Regions from separate parts of the Mus musculus genome. Here region 1 is linked to region 2. The links are chromatin contacts, called in public HiChIP or PLAC-seq maps. All regions are on one chromosome and are shown on one strand. Each heading gives the region's core, a stretch centred on a gene start, on an enhancer-like site or on the middle of the called end of the contact. The rest is flanking DNA. Distances are from core to core; before and after follow the strand shown. Region 1 overlaps Cadm1 (cell adhesion molecule 1). Region 2 has its middle 23 kb from the start of 2900052N01Rik.

Region 1 (4,982 bases), core at 1,850-4,349, 810 kb after region 2:
ACTGTACTCATTGTCTGTCCATCTCCACTGTGTGCCCAGTGACCCTGCTGATGAATATTTTAGACATCTGCATGAATAATCAGACTGCCCACAGGAGAGCTGATGGCTTGTTTGTGGGGCTGGAATGCTGTTGGGATGATACTGCAATTCTGTGTACCCATGCGAAAGTAATACGTACCGCAGTGAGGGGGTCTTACTCTGGATTGTCTTTGAGCATCCATAGATGCCCTAAAATTTGGCTGTCAGAGTTTACTTGTAGGCAAAGGCAAAGGCATGTGTTCATGCTTTTGATTAAGCACCGGAGCTTTTATCAGACTGTCCAAAAAGACTGTAACCCCCTAAAGGCTAAGAACCATTGGCTAATGGTTGAGAGCTTTGCAAACACCTCTTGGCTTTCAATCATTGGGATCCTCCCAGGGGTTTTGTGAGGCTTTTAACACGTCATGACTTGGAGCTTATGGAACTCCCAGTAGGCCTCGAGAGCCATGGACAGTTTTCAGTGAGTATGTAAGTTGGTGTGGCTGGATGTTTTGTTTTGTTTTTTTTTTAGGACAGATGGAGCTGGGGTGGTGTGGAGAGCATGTTAGAGGTCTATAGAACCAGGTAGGAACTCATGGGGAATTGGGTGAATAAAGATGCCAGGCCCTGAGGGTGGAGTCAGAATGGAAGAGAAGGAATGGTTTGCAATGTAGTTGTAAGCCTTGGGGTTTGTTCATCAGTTGGGAATGGGGAAAGAGAGAAAGTAGAGACCAAGCAGGTTTTACAAGATGGCTTTCTGGTGTGAGTGACCAGACAGCAGAGGAGAAGGGAGACAGCAAATTCTGTTTCCGTGGTGTTGGTTTGGAAGAGCTGATGGGGGAATAGGCCAGCAAGCCCTTGGGATGGGAGGTGAGGATCTGGTGAGGTGGGGCTGACGTGGCTCCGTGTGTGCAGGGGAAATAGAGAATGCTGGGGAAAGACATTAAGACATCGGGTGGGGTTTGGTGGCAGTGGTGATCTGAGGGGAGAATAGGCTTCCAAGTGGCTAGGGAATGCCACTCCCTCTTCTACTCCTCAGCTGAAAAGGGGGGTATCTATCTTTCATGACTCTCCTTATTTCCTCTCAGCTCATTTCCTCTCACTTCACCTTTATTTCTCAGTTGCGATGACTTAATTACTCTTAAAGAAATAACCAGAGTCTGCCAGCAAGCTGCTGTGAACGGCAGACAAAGGGTGGCTTCAATGTCCCCTCCTTTGGTCTCTAAAACCCTCGTTCTAACTTTGAAAACTGACAACTAAGCTTGCACGTTTGCACTGTTGTGACGCAATGGCTGAGAGAAGTTTAAGGGGGAAAAGTTTATTTGGCTTCCAGTTCAAAGGTGTCAATTCACTGTGAGTTGACCATGTTCCTTTGCATGGAGGGTCAGGCTGGGAGAGATAACAGAAGAAGTCTGCCTTGAGAGAAGAGTTGGAGTACTAATGCCCTCTTCCGTGGCATGCCCCCAATATCCTAACTTCCTCCCCCAAGGCTCCGTTTCTGAAGGTTCCATCTTCCAACAGAGCTACATGTTAAGGACAGACTTTTAATGCAGAAATCAGAAGACCTTTGCGGGCCAGACTAGCACAGTACAGAAGCACCAGGCCCGTTGAGCTTCGAGTTCCCACTGCCCAGGCCTCCTCCCTAGCAGTAACCATGGAGCCAGAGTTGCTTCCAAGTGGTCTCTCCCTGTTCTCCAGGAGTCACACAGAACCCTGAGGAGGTGTCACATCCCTTTAATGGCATTTCTAGTACTTACATCCCAGTTCTCTGACTCCCTCATCTCAAATGACCTTCATCTTTATTCGACTTCAGCTGTGCACACACATGCCACACCTGATAGATCTGCTCCACTCTCGGAGTTTCAAACTCTATTAGCTTCTCTTTGAAGCAGCCTTCCAATGTACACCGCCCGTGTTACACTTCCCCCATGCTTCTCTAGAAACGTCCTGTCTGCCCCCTTTCATTCCTTGGTCTCCCCTTGTTTTCCATTGTGGGAAGATGAGAGTGAGGAGGCTGGACAGCCCCTTCTGTGATACCCAGTGTCCCTCGGTGGCTATGCTTGGCCCGTACATCTCTTTTGCACAGCCTTCTTTGAGAATTTCCAAACTAGGTCCTTCCTTTGCCATCTGTTTTCCTCCTGCAACTTTGAAGTCACTGAGCATTGTTAGAAAACTTCACAAAAACTGGGGCAATTGGATCAATAAATGTGTTGAATAAGGGAATTTGTCAGCTTCATCCCCGTTCACCTGGGAGAGAGGAGCCTGGGAAAACTAAAGGCCCATGCTTCGTCTTTGTTACATCTCTATCCCAGTAGCTCTGCCTGGGTGAGTATTTGTGAATGTCATCTGGTAGGCCTCAGAAATTTGGGGCCATCTCAATTTAGCATGCTTTTATTAGAAAGCCATCCTTGGGGCCCATTTTTACCTCTTTAGAGTTACAGTCTTGGTAAAAATCTTGACAAAACCTTTCCCTAGACAGCCACTCACCCTTTGCGGTTGGGGCCTAGGCTGTGTGAATGCCTTTCTCTCGAAGCAGTGAGTGATATTTATTTATTTTATTTTTGTCAGTTGTTTCCATGGTTCATGAATTCTTTATTACAGTAGGAGTCATCAGTTGGATGGAGAATCATTGAAATTGTAGGTTTAGGACATTAGTTGGAATAACCTGAACAATGCACTTACCTTTTGGGCCCTTAATTTAATTTAAAATTAAATGGGTCTTATGATGGCAAGCTTCACAGATCTGCCTGAGGGCTTTCTGAATGGGAACGTGTGGCTCTGTGTAGGAGGCTCCTTTGTTCAGTTGGAGAGGCTAGAAAGTCTTTGCCTAAAAACACGTATTGTTTGGAGAGCACAAATAACTGAACATAATGTTAGTGAGAAGTTCCACTGGAGATTGAACTGCTGACTTCCAAGAATAGAGCAGAGTGAGAGGAAGCGCAGTGAACAGTGTCTTCTCTGTTTTCCTTAAAATACCCGTGAAATTATCTGAAAGGGCAACAAACCCCCAGAAGTAACCACAGTGAGCCCCAGGCGTGGAGCCCCTGCTGGGTTCTGGGAGGAATTGTCTCATTCTTCTCTGTTGAAATCAGATCTCACCTTCCTGACTCAGCATCCCACCCTCCTCCCTCCCCCATGGACTCCCACTCTGCCTCTAATCATGGAAACCTGGTCTCCTTGTCCTAACCTGCTCTTGCGCCATCTCCACCACTGCTGATGGTTTCCGTTGATTTGGGAAATGACTGCTGACCCGCTCGCTCGCTCATTGGCTGATGTCCTCAGCTCGCCCGCTCGCTCATTGGCTGATGTCCTCAGTCTCTTGGTGGTATGATTGGTGGAAATGACTGCTGACCCGCTCGCTCGCTCGCTCATTGGCTGATGCCCTCAGTCTCTTGGTAGTATGCAGCAGAAAGCACCTGTGATTCCGCCCATCCCTTGCCCTCAGGCAGGTCTTGGCTTGGTCTGTGACTTTATTTGTTCAGAAGGAATGTGGCTGCTGGCCAGGCTTTGACTCTGCTTTAGGAATGAGGATGTCTGCAAGGGCTTCCTTATCAGTCACCCATGCCGGGTAATTGCCCTGACTCCCTGATGGTAGGGAAGGAAGAGTGGGCTCTGGAGGTACATTCCTGCCAATTGGTCTCCCCTGTACGAAGAACAGTAGCTGTCTCCCAAGTAATCAGGGATCATCAAATTGCATTGCGGGGGGAAGTAGTCTTCAAGTGTAGCACACACTGAAGACCAAGGTCAACAAACTGAACTCAAGCCTGTAAAATCAGGAAGCTAAGTCTGGTGTTGAGGAAGAAGAATTAAAACAGAATCCTACAGCTTCAGAACCAGGTTGAGGAAATGTAGCCCATCTTTGTTAACAGGCTCGCCTTAAGACATGGCAGAACAGCCCAGGCTTGTGAACGCATAAAATGTCTAAAACAGGTTGTTTCTACCAACTGACGACTGACAAGGGGCATCCTAAGACACCAATGACAGTAACTAAATGACTGTCCTTGTAAACAAAAGACCACGAAGAGTAAACCCAGAGAAGAGATGCCGGGGACACAGGTAAGAGACTGGGGAGACACAGAGCCAACCCAGAAGTGATCAGGACTCTTAGGGAACACAGACCAAGACAGATGAACCAACTGGGATTCAGTTTTCAGAGGTGTGGGGCCTGGACCTCAGGTGTTGAGAGATGAAACTCTGCTAGGCAAGGTTTCGAATTAGAAATTAACACTGAAAAATATTGGATGATTTCTTTAAACTGGACCCTGGTAGGAACAGTCAGGGAAAGTACATGGACTGGATTGTGGGTCACCCATTGTGATCTTTTGGGGGTTTTAATTGTAAGTAGATAGAGTGCTTGAAAGTTATTGAAAGTCTGTGTAATTGATGTAAGTAATAAACTGATGAATATAGAGCTCGGTAGAGCTCTCCTACCCAGCCACAGGGAAGCAGCGCCTCCAAGCTCCTCCCCCTTCACTGCCTGCAGACACACCCACTGCCTGCAGTACCTCATTAGCATATCCCGAAATGTATGGAGCCCTTTCACAGGGCCCTTATTAGTGTACTAAGTATTAAGTGTACTCACTTAGGAATCAGGAGAGTGAATTTGAAGGTATGACCCATATGTGTCCAAATAATATCTAAAAATTGACCCTTAAAATTACAGCATTTCCTTTCAAACACTACTGATAGGAATCAGAGTTTAGAACATAAAGTGTGTTTGTGATCATATGATGTCTATTTACTGTGGCACATGGTAGATATTAAAATAGCGATGGAATTAATGATAACCTAGGAAACTTAACTAAAATTGTAAACCAGGGGGAATGTCATTCCATCCACCAATAAGGAGTTGCACCATTTCTTCCTAGTTGTCTGTCAGACTGACAGACAGACAGACAGAGTTGTGCTTATTCTGAAATCTGGACAGAACATCTGCTGTGATGTAGCACACTGAAGAGATGCTG
Region 2 (4,727 bases), core at 1,117-3,616:
GGGAAGAGAATTGAATGGTAAACAGAATGGGTGAATATATCTGCTGCCCACAGGAACTATGTATGCTATATAGTCAGCCACTGGCTTTGGGACCCAGGAATGTACAGGCACATTTAGTTACCTTACTTGACGTCTATAAACTGCCTACAAAGAGGCAAGAGAACTTGGGAACTGCCTGGTGACTTAGTGAGTTACTAGTCCAGGTCCACTGTAACCATTGCCACTCCCACAGAATCAATAAGGCAGTGAGTGAAGGGAGGGATTGGAAACCCATATTCATATATGACAGTACAGAGACCAAGGGGGAGAGATACTGAGGAAACAAAGATATCTCAGATTGATGATCTACCTGGCAAGAGAATATAACCATGACATACGATGGAATAACTGTAGTCAGTAGATCTGCCGGGAAATATGAATGAAGACACACAGAATTATTCATGGGAAGTACAGAAAGAACCAGTATTGGGGCTGGAGGTACCAATAGTTTAAAGAGGGGCTCACTGGGGAGGATCATGTCTTCAAGGCAAGGTGTCAGTGACAGGCTTCATTGAGGGGTGGCTATGAGTAATTTTCTGGGAGCTCATGCCATGTAGGAGCATGCCATTGTAGGGGTGGGGCTTTCTGTGTGTCTTCTGGCTGTCCTGTGTAAGAAAGGAAGGGCTACAGGAGGAGGGGTACCACAGGGCAAAGGGTCAAGAGGAAATGCTACAGTTTATATCTGAAGCATTCTTTAAAGGCCTGTGCATTAGTTGTATATTCTTTAAGACAAAAATCTTCAAGAGGCAGGGCCCAGAGAGAGTGTTTTGGGGAGATTTAGAGTGTACCCTTGAAGGGAATGATGGGACCTGTCCCCACCTGGCTTTGTCTCCCTGGTGGTGAAGTGAATGGTTTTTCTTTATCCTGTACTCAGAGTATTTGTGCTTCCTGGTCCTCAGCCCAAAGCAATGGGTCCAACCACTCATGGAAGCTCAAATGAACCTTTTGTCTTTATAACTTGATTGTTGCTGGTGTTTGTTACTGTGGTGGTAAAAAGACACCTAACCCAGAGAATAAACCGGCTTCCTTGAAACAATCACAGGCCCAGCCCTAGCCCTGATACTGCTACCATGGTGTCAAGCACAAATCTACCTCTCCTGGCTAGACATAGCTTTTATTTCCCAGAGGCTGCGTTCTCTGTCCTTTCCTAGCCTTGTCTTAGGCTCCTTCACCTATGCACACTCTGCTGCTCCAGTGTGTGGATTTATAGTTTCTCTCCAAAAGATGGCGAGACTTCCCTGACCCCAGCCTGTCTCCATTCCCTTGGTTTATCTTTCTGAATAATCCTACTTCTTTGAGACCTAGTTCAAATCACCACGTCTTCCAGCAAGCCTACCCTGGCTTCCCTAGTATGAAGCAGCCTCTACCACCCTTTTGTTCCTGTGGGATTTGAAGTCCATATATCTTTTCGCACTTAACATAGAGCTTGTGGCTTTTCATTGTATAGATGCGAACGGGTGGAAGAGGAGTTTGCTGAACTAGTGAAATCTGTTTTCTTGTGCTTTAATTTACGTTTTTGTTTGTTTGTTTCTTAATAAAACCATGCAGAGGGTTAATGTAGATGAATTCTATTGTGAGGATTAGAACAACCTGGTATATGAAACAGGAATAATGAACAGAGCCCAGTAGGTGCTCACAGAATGCATATGGTTTCCCTCTTTCATTAACATCTCCCAGACATGAGGTTCTACATGATATAAAGGGTCAACTACCATCTTCTGATGCTGGGGAGACCCAGTGTGACCTCTCTGAGTGTCCAGGTCTGGGTGGCCCTGAACTAGCCAAGGCCTACACCCATTTTCCCCAATCCATGACACATGCATGTTCTAACCCAGTGTTTTTAGCCTTCCTAGTTCTGTGACTCTTTAACACGGGTTCTAATGTTGTGGTGACCCCCCTCCCCAACCATAAAACTACTTCATTGCTACTTTATAACTGTAATTTTCTACTGTTATGAGTTGAAATGTAAATATCTGATATGCAGGATATAGGCATCCCCCTAAAAGGGGTCACTCCCCACAGGTTGAGAACTGCAGCTCTAACCTGTCAGGGTGTCGTTACAAAGTTGTGGTTCAGGGCTATTTGATTGGCATTGAGCTCCTTAGAGCTCTCAGTCCCTGAGAATCAGTCCTGTCTTTCCAAGACTCTTAAGCAAGTCCTCAAGGACACTCCCACCCCCAGGGATTTGTTCCCCTTTTCTTGGTCACAAAGAGCCCTACTTTCCTAATGAGCTGTTAAGGAACTGCCAATTATGCATATAAATGAAGAGGCTGGAAACCATTATGGGTCCAGAAAGGAGCTGAATGGAGCTGCCTCCCTCAGCCTCTGGGTTTGCCTTGCTGTTGCTGGGAAAGCCACTTAGGGGTATGGCAGGAACTGAGCACCACCAGCAGCAGGGTCTCAGACTTCCTTTCTTCTTCTCACAGGGCTCTGTCTGCTCTGAGGTTTGTCCCTCACTGTGCTGCATGGTTTTCTGTCAGCTTGACTCAGGCTGGTAGAATCTGAGAGAAGGGAAACCTCAATTGAGACAGTGTCTTCCCAACTGTAAGGCATTTTCTTAATTAGTGATCAATGGCGAAGGGCCTGCCCATTGTGGGTGGGGCCACCCTTGGACTGGTGGTCCTGGGCTCTATAAGAAAGCAGGCTGAGCAAGCCATGAAGAGCAGGGTGAGCGGCCCTCCTTCGTGGCCTCAGTCTCAGCTCTTGCCTCCAGGGTCCTTCCCTGTTTGAGTTCTTGTCCTGACTTTCATCCTTCCATGATGAACAGAGATATGGAAGTAGAAGCCAAATAAAATAAACCATTGCTTCCCCAGTTTGCTTTTGGATCATGATGTTTTGTGGTGGCAATAGAACACTAAGACACTCAAGATCAGGTGAAAGGACAGAGGCAGAGCCCATGTATTTAATATGTATCTTTATGGATGTCTGAGCTCTGTTGTACACAACATACACTTGCAACTAAGGAATATGTGTGATACACATTCTTGTAGAAAATTATTTCTTGTTAACTTTTATCCGGCTGTGTATGTTTCCTGTGGAAATCTAGGGCAAAAGCTGCTCAATACACTTTTAGTTAATTTAACTGAAAAGAAGGGGGAGGATGAGGAAGACAATGAAGAGGAGAGCAAGAAACTCACCTACAAGTTGAAGAACCACTAAAGGAACTCACCCCCTTCAGGAGTTAGAAGCCCATTGTAATGTTCCAGAGTGGCGTATCAACAAAAGAGTAAAAAGAGATTTCTGAAAAGGAAAACTCCCCCACACCATAGACCCTCCCTGCCTGGATCCCCCCTTTATTGTCTGGGGCCTCCTGTCCTATGCTTCAAAAGCTCTTTGTGTAGACCTATGAGTGGAGAGCCTCTCTATTGTCTCAAGGTTGCCGAATCTTGAGTGAGCCTGATTCCTTTCCATGAGGTGTCATCTTGGGAATCCTGGCCTTTGAGTGGTGGGACGCCTGGCTCTAATGGTCCGAAATGTAGCAAGCCCCGCCCAGAGCCTATTTTGCATCCCTCTGTGAGAGATGAATAAGCCTTTTCCTTTTCAGTATTTGGTAGACATGAAGGTTTATGATCGACTTTAAGGTCAGATAATTCTTTCTAGGTTTTATCCTTTCTTCAGTGGAGAAAGGGGAGGTCAGAGGGAACTTCTTTTGGCTTGTTTTGGTAGAGCTTAGGGTAGCATGGCTTGAACCCTGTCATAGACAGTCATGGAGCACAGCTTGAATAGGGATCTGGAGAGTTGGAAAGGTTTGTAAAGAGTTTAATGGCATCTAAACTCCAATAAGCCCTTAATCAATAACGATGGCTTTTGAAGATAAAGTAGACCTCACCAGTGAGCAAATATGTTCCTTTAACAAGGCTCACGGAGACTCTATGTGGAGGGAGAGAGACCTGTAGTCCCCATTTTTGCCAACAAAGAAACTGAGGCAAAGAGAAATTAGCTTGAGGTCACTAGCAGAGATGGGAGTCTCACTTTCATTATCTGAGTCTGGCAATCCTGTCCTTTCCATTAGCTGTGCTGACTGCTAAGCCTTATTGTGTTCCCTCTCCTAAGGGATTTGCATTTTAATGGTGGCCAGAGGTTCTATGTTAATGTACAAAACTATGAATATCTAATTGTAGAATCTTAAAATACCACCTAGGGGGTGGGGCTAAGTGGGCAAGGTCAGGTATTGAGTAGGGAAACGGGGAGGTGTTTTCCCCTCTCCTTGGAGAGGAAAAAAAAAAAAAAAAAAAGAAGTTCTGCTTTTGAAATCATGTTACACAAGCAACAAGTCTTTCTTCTAGCCTGATTTGGAAGGAAGAAATCTTACCCAGGAAAAGGGAAGGGAGGGAAAGTGGGGGCCTTAAGGGCTGATGACTTTCAGATAAAGGACCATTGCTGGGGGGCTTTGACTAGGGAGAGGCTTTAAAGACAGTTCTAAGCTGGAGCAGAGGAAGACACTTGGAGGGCGAGGCTGCTGCAGATACCTCTGATCAAATGCAAGGAATGGGCTCAATTACAAAGAAAAACCTAATCAACTCTCCCACCAGAAGTACTGGGCTGACATCAGCTTCAGGCAAGCTAGATTTAGAAGCCCAGATGATGTCACCAAGATCTGTCTTCTACATCTCAACCGTCCTAAGCCTTCGTCTTGAGGCTACTCAAAATACCACCTAGCAGAGCCAGGAAAGGACCCTCCTTACAAT

The links. HiChIP or PLAC-seq counts read pairs in DNA pulled down with a chosen protein or histone mark.
Region 1: an H3K27ac HiChIP or PLAC-seq map of embryonic stem cells shows a contact between it and region 2, with 7 times the contacts expected there. The contact joins two enhancer-like sites. A contact is called at or near these places in 1 of 484 Hi-C or Micro-C datasets (the AML12 cell line), 1 of 115 datasets of contacts at active chromatin or transcription factors (embryonic stem cells) and 1 of 9 other capture datasets (embryonic stem cells).

The regions. Positions count from the first base shown.
Region 1 is chr9:47,700,157-47,705,138 of GRCm38.p6, forward strand. The region is part of intron 1 of Cadm1 (cell adhesion molecule 1); the gene reads left to right. Among named protein-coding and RNA genes, the nearest start is that of Gm10677, 120 kb to the right of the region's middle. Within about 2 kb of position 3,100, at least 36 of the 459 cell types and tissues checked have an H3K27ac peak or open chromatin away from gene starts, as enhancers often do. A contact at or near this core is called in embryonic stem cells, where this site is marked.
Region 2 is chr9:46,887,840-46,892,566 of GRCm38.p6, forward strand. No RefSeq gene overlaps it. Among named protein-coding and RNA genes, the nearest start is that of 2900052N01Rik, 23 kb to the right of the region's middle. Within about 2 kb of position 2,367, at least 19 of the 459 cell types and tissues checked have an H3K27ac peak or open chromatin away from gene starts, as enhancers often do. A contact at or near this core is called in embryonic stem cells, where this site is marked.